Regions from separate parts of the Zea mays genome. Here region 2 is linked to region 1. The links are chromatin contacts, called in public Hi-C maps. All regions are on one chromosome and are shown on one strand. Each heading gives the region's core, a stretch centred on a gene start, on an enhancer-like site or on the middle of the called end of the contact. The rest is flanking DNA. Distances are from core to core; before and after follow the strand shown. Region 1 holds the start of LOC100274024 (ENT domain containing protein). Region 2 holds the start of LOC100277899.

Region 1 (3,385 bases), core at 605-3,104:
CAAGTGTAATATTTGTTTACCAGTTCAATATCTAGTATATGAACAATATGTTCACTTTGACATTAAATTCATTTACTATGAGGCTCCGTTTGTTTCCTTTCATTTTGAGGAATTTGAATTTTACTAATGGAATAGACTATTTTTTTAGGATACGACATTCCACCATTTTCCAAAGTTATCATATAAGGCTATCTCAAATTCATGGTGTGAGAAATGAAAATTGATTCTATAGATTTACATACTATTTTTCCGATATACAACTTATAGCACACTCTTTACTTACTTTGCTATAACATAAATATGGTATATAAATATCTCTATCATATGATTTATGGTAATATACAAATATATTACATATATAAATATATGAACTTAATTAGTTTTGTCTAAATTATAATTATTAAAATGGAATTGAATTTCAATGAAACAAATGGGGCCTGAGTATTTTTATGTGAAGGGTCCATTAAGACTCTCAAGTGTTGTTTAGTCACCCAATCAATCTATACTATACTTAAAGCACCAGTTTCAACGGTCGTCATGCGTCATTTTTTTACAAATAACCCCTCACATCTATTTCAAATTAATCCGCTGCACGTCTATAGATACCAAACGACGCCCGACACGGGCTAGATGCATGCGGGCCACAACTATGGCACAGGCACGTCATGCAGGCCTGCTAACTGTATCGGGCCAGCCCGTTAGTCCGTCGATCCATTTAATTAAATCAGCGTAACAACGCCCGACATGGGCTAGATGCACGCGGGCCACAACTATAGCACAGACACGTCATGCCGACCTGCTAACTGTGTCGGGCCAGCCCGTCGATCCATTTAATTAAATCAGCGTAAAATGTTAAAAAATGGTGTGAGAGGTGGGGTTCGAACCAATGCCCTGATAGAAGAAGGGCGGGAGACACTGGGTGAAACTGTCTAACCAGTAGAACATCACGCTAAGATATTTTTAATATTGAATATAAATCGTATATAGGTATATACGGTTTTTTTGTAAAATAAAAAAATAATCGTGTCGGGTCGGACCAGCACTACGGGCCGAGGCTACAGCCCAAGCACGTCATGACGTTCTTGGCTCTTGCAAGCATTATGTCATTTCTGAGACCACATTGGCGCAATAAACTATATGGTGTTTGTGGTTGCTGCATTGGATGGAGCAGCAATGATTTGTCACACTAACAACAAAATGAAAGGTTATTTGTTAGTTTTAAACGTTAGTAATTGCTACGAAGTAGCATAATTTATATGGAGCGTATCCAGTTTTTAATGATGCCTGACTTTAGCAATCACTCCATATTTTGATCTTTCTTTTTTATAAGTTTGACTTCATGGGACCTATTTTAGAAACTTGATCTCACAAACTTTCTCTTATTTGGTCTCTGTATGATGGAATTATGTCATTTTATAATCTCTGTTCATTCAGTCAATCGTTATGAACTCTTTTCTAATCGCTCACTTCATTGGCCATGTTGTACCAAGACATATTTGCATGGAGTAAACAATAACATCAGTTAGCCAAATCAAAAAATATATTACACAGAGAGCGGAGACAATCAATAAAAAATTTTGAAATTTTTTTGATGGATATTGTTGTAAGCTGTCGCAACGCACGGACAACCGACTAGTATTATTAAATAGGTTGGTTACCGTCGCAACACACGGTTATTAGACTAGTTTAACTTATATCTTAAAATGCGATGCGTCTTTAGAAATCTAATTTCGGTTTGACTATTTAGGATATTTTTGTTTGCTGACAGTTCCGTACGAGTTCAAACCAATTTTCTAGGTGCCAAATGGAAAGCGTAGTCCAACCAAAGTGGAAAGTGTGACCGGGATCCCCATCCGTTCCAGCCCCCCCAGAACCCAGAGCTCCAAACCTAGGCCGGAGCCGCGGTGCAAGCAGCTACGTGGATTGGACTTGGACGTCTGGCTCTGGAGGTCCCAAGTTCCCAACGCTTGCTGGAGTTGAGATCTGGTGGGCTTCCGGAGGAGACGCCGACGGTTTGCGAGGTTTGCTGGCTCCGTGGCGTCGCGGAAGGTCATGGAGCACCGCGCCTTCGACTGCAGCGGTGAGTCGCGTCTAGCCGATCCGTCTGGCAAATGCAGAGTTTGATGCGTGCTCGGGGTGGCGTGGTGATGCGATTTTGTATATGTTGATGCTTTCTGAATACTGATGATGGAAGATGGACCACATATTTAGATTACTGGGAGTAAGCACGGGTTTATTTATTGTTTCTTCGTTGCATGTAAATTATTACCATGTAATGTGATGTAATTATCATAGAATTCACAAAAAGTAGCATGGCTGCGTGAAGAATTGGATTGGATAGCATGACTGCTGTAGTATGATTGAGTTGATTTTTTTTTAAAAAAAAACTGAACCGGCTGGAGAGCCTGCTTGTTATATTAAAGAGAGGCAGATCCAGACGGACACTTTGATAATTTATCATTGTGGAAACAACATAAAGCTATGGAACTTATCTGAACACCACTAATCTGGAACCTGAGTTTACTGTTTCAGAGAAGTTTCTGGTATTTGCATTATTTTGTATTGACTATTTGTCTGATTTCAGGGAGTGATGATGATCTCCCTCCAACATATCAAATTAGAGTACCGAGAATGCATTTCAGTGGGAACAGAAGGCAATTAGCAGGCCCATTTTCTCAGCCAAGACCACACAACAAGTTGGATAGCGATATACATCAGATTGAGCAACAGGCATATACTGGTGTTCTTAGAGCATTCAAAATGCAATCGGATGCCCTGACATGGGTAATTTCATCAATGGAAAATTACTGGTGACTACTGTGGCATATTATATTCCTTACCGAAATTTTTTAACAAAGGTCTTGTGCAGGAAAAAGAAAGTCTAATTACTGAACTAAGAAGAGAGTTGAAAGTCTCTGATGTGGAACACAGGATGCTATTAAACATGGTCAATGAAGAGGAGGCTATCCATAGAATAAGGTACCGGGTAGGCCTGTATAAAGGTTAAAGCATTTGCATTCATTGAGGTGAACAAATTGATAACTTCAATAATGATTCCATGATCTTTAAAGTGTGCTTTGTATTTTCTAAACTTCTGTAGGCAGTCAAGGCAGGGATGTGGAATGCAATCTAGCTTGCCTTATAATAGCGTAGTTGATCACAACCTTGGACCTATCAAGCGGCAGAAGAAATCACATCCCATCTATTCACTCCCTGTGGATCCCCATTCACCCAGCATGCCTTTGAAAGCATTGGTGGACAACAAGATATATACAGTAGGTTTGGAGTATTCCTGATCCTGCTTTTTGTTCACCATCAAGAGTGTGCTTATAGTTCTTAATAGTTGACCTCCTGTCAAGCGCGAAAAACATGCCAGTTGCAAACA
Region 2 (3,385 bases), core at 328-2,827, 180 kb after region 1:
GAGAGGGCGGGTGAGGAGGAAGAACCTTCTCCGCTCTGCTCTTATCTAGCTGAAAGGCTGCGCTTCCGTTGCTTTGAACCTTCTCTGCTCTGCTCTGCTCTGATTCTCGAAGCGGATCCATGGACCATGGCGTGTTCATTCAAGGAGCATGCAAGAAAACAACGACGACGGAAGAACACTAGTTACATGTTCGTTCACGGACCGGACCATTCATGGTCCAGGCCTCCAGCTCGCGGCAACGCTCGATCGATCGTCTTTCCTTCCGAGATCGAGCGATACCACCATACACACGACCACCATATTCTAGTACATATGTAAAAGCCATGCCATATTGCCATATACACCACCGAAAAACAAAATTCAATTGCTTTATTGCGACAGCTGGACCACTGCTGATCCTGTGATCCACGCCCGGCCGCCACCGCCACGGCCGTCCCGCCACCACCCGCATCACGCCTCGCCGTCGTCGAAGTTGCGCGCGTAGCTGACGGAGTCGTAGCCGAAGTCCGGCGGCGCGGCGGCCTTGAGCGGGCGGCCGTCGCGGCCCAGCAGTCGGCGCGCGCCGGCGCGGAGCCTGACCAGGACGTGGCGCCACCCGCCCGGTCCGCCGGCGCAGGCGCAGCGGCAACCGCCCAGCGGCCTTGCCTCGTCGTCGTCGTCGCCGCGGGGCGCGAACGGCGCCGTCACCCACTCCCACCACCGCCGCAGCGCGCCCGCCGCCGCCAGCGCCTTGGCGGTCGGCATCGACCTCGCGCGCCGGAACGCCGCTGCCGCCGAGGACGACAGCCCCGGCGGCGGCCTCACGTGCGCCGAGAACGAGGACACGCGCCGCCGCAGCCTGGTGCCGGCGGCGGCCGCCGTGGTCACCGGGAGCTGCTCCTCGCTCCGCCGCGGCTTGATCGTCTCCAGGATCGCGTCGGTCGCCATTGCGCCGGGGAGTCCGAGCGGGCCGTGGGAGGGAGAGATCTTGGACGCGGGGGCTGGTTGGTAGTAGGCCTGGGGATATTGGGTGACTGAAGAAGAGCGAGCTGGAGCGGCAGCTGTGTTGCGAGCAAGAGCAATCGTGCGTGCCTAGTGCTGTACACCAAACTATGTGTATCTACGTACGTGCTTAACGGGCAGAAAAAGTATAAAGGGAAAAAAAGAGAGCCGAGTGCAGCAACGCCGATTGGCCGTCAATGCGCGCGGCGAACAAGAGCGAGCTCGAGTCTCGCATTGCATTTGCATACCAGCGTCTGCAATGCAAGGGGCGCGTATCGGCGACCTTTCGTGTAGAGGAAGAGTACCTGAACCGACGAAGCCAAAAAGCTCACACGCCATAACGCGCCCCAACAAATTGGGCTGTCTAGTAGGCTGCGGCCCAGGGATTCTACTCCCTCGCATTCTTTTTTCTCGTTCATATCATCACTAGTGTATTGTGCGCGCCCATGCGCGCGTGGAGCAGAGTGATCTGTGTGTATAGCGTGATGTCGTGGTGGATGATGGTAATTAAATAGAAAACTTAAGGGGTGTTTGGTTTATAGGGACTAATGTTTAGTCCCTTCATTTCATTCCTTTTTAGTGTATAAATTGCTAAATATAGAAACTAAAATAAAGTTTTAGTTTCTATATTTGGCAATTTTGGAACTAAAATGAAATAAAATCTAGGGACTAAACATTAGTCCCTAGAAACTAAACACCCCCTTAGTTATACAGTAGATAAATGTTGTAGCATATATTGTAATGCAAACTTAGAGTGGTTTGACAGGTCATACATGCAGTTTGTTTGTAAACAAACAACGTAATATTCATTAAAAAAGGAGTTGGAGGTGGCCTCGAATTAGTTGCCAGGAAATGGAAAGATATGTGTTTTCTCCTACGAGACGCACCAACACACATAAAACAAGACAGCTTGTAGGAGGTTTGTCGTATGCACACAAAAATAGATAAGTAAATGACAATAATATTAAAGAACAAAGATAACAGAAAGAGAATTTCCAATTCTTAGTAAATGGCAACAAACAGAGGACTACAAATACTCGGTAAACAATTGAAAGGAGGCATACAAGAAGACAGAGGCAGACATGAGATGTGAGGGATATGGCACCTTGATAGCTAGATAAGTGTCCCTGGACTCTGCTGCAATGTATGCACAAATAACCATTACATACATCCCTAAAGCACAAGGACAGTCATCAGTCAGTGCAAACAAAAAAAGTAAGAAAACAACCTACCATTTATAGAACACAAACATAATACTCCCTGGACCAAATTATAGTTAGCTTTGTCTTACTTTAAATTTTTATATCTTTGATGAAATGTATAGGAGAATGCACATTCCTAATAACTTGGTCAGTTTTAGAAGATTGATTTAGGACAAAAATAAAGTGTCATGTAATTTAATGCAGAAAAAAATGTGCTATGTATTCACAACGGAGGGAATAACATCTATGCATATAGTCACGCTTCAAGATAATTAAGAATAATAGAACATAATTGAATAATATTGTGTGTTGTTTAAAAACATCCCTTCTTTGTCTCATGCCAAAGGACATGTTCAAAACCAGCCTAAATCTCACTTGCTTAACTATGTCGCTATGTATGGGAGTTTTATTCACATGTGTTTCTTCTATATGCACGGAGGCTGTCTTACACATGCGGGTGTTGAGTTTTTTTTATTAAGTTGAATATTATTTCGACAACGTGAGTGCGATGCAAACATAAAGCAGGATCAAAAGAACCATTTAGAGCCAGCATACCTGGCCGCCAGAATCGTCTGTCTGCTTATTTTGGCACGACGAAAAGGTCGACGACACAGGACCCATCATTTCCTCAAGGGTCGTCTGTCAGCTTTGTTGTAGTTCGTTGACAGGATCACACCCTGCTAATCCACAGGCTACGACAAACCAAAAATGGAAAAAATGCAGGTGGGGGAGGAAAGAGAAAAATGAGATTAATTTGGGATCTGGACCCAGGCACGCCGGAAGTGGATGTCGGAGAGCATCTGCGTGGCGGAGCAAACCTCAAAGCATGACGCCTCGCTGCAGCGGCGAGATGGGAGCTAAAGATCTTCAGCGCGGACACCTTCTACTATGGCCCTCCCTCATCCGCTACCATGTGCCCCATTCCATGGACGATGAGTGTCTCAAATCTCCGACGTGCCGCCACTGCCATTATATGTTGTGTTGTGCTCTGACTGCGACTGTGCCGACGCCTTCTGTTTTGGCCATCTCACCTCAGCGTCCGTGCGTCCCACTCCATCGTGTACGGTGTACTTCTCCCGCTCCTCAATTCATCCAATCTCGCCTCGAGTCGGCCATGCACCGGCGCGCCGCCACCGCCATGCCCGGGGAGTTGGAGCAGGGTTGATTAAACGTTCAAGCATCTGCTCGCCTCCACGAGCTTG

What was found. A called contact is a pair of places that touch in the nucleus more often than the background predicts.
Region 2: a Hi-C map of tassel shows a contact between it and region 1, with 2.4 times the contacts expected there. The contact joins the promoter of LOC100277899 here to the promoter of LOC100274024 in region 1. A contact is called at or near these places in 3 of 25 Hi-C or Micro-C datasets (ear, endosperm and tassel).

What each region holds. Positions count from the first base shown.
Region 1 is chr4:205,653,241-205,656,625 of Zm-B73-REFERENCE-NAM-5.0, forward strand. It overlaps LOC100274024 (ENT domain containing protein), which reads left to right and starts at 1,855. Exons shown (of 8, transcript NM_001148409.1): 1 at 1,855-2,080; 2 at 2,585-2,784; 3 at 2,870-2,979; 4 at 3,101-3,275. The coding sequence starts at 2,053. It also overlaps the pseudogene LOC111591479.
Region 2 is chr4:205,832,200-205,835,584 of Zm-B73-REFERENCE-NAM-5.0, forward strand. LOC100277899 reads right to left here and starts at 1,578. Exons shown (of 1, transcript NM_001151347.2): 1 at 1-1,578. The coding sequence starts at 927. The coding sequence ends at 451.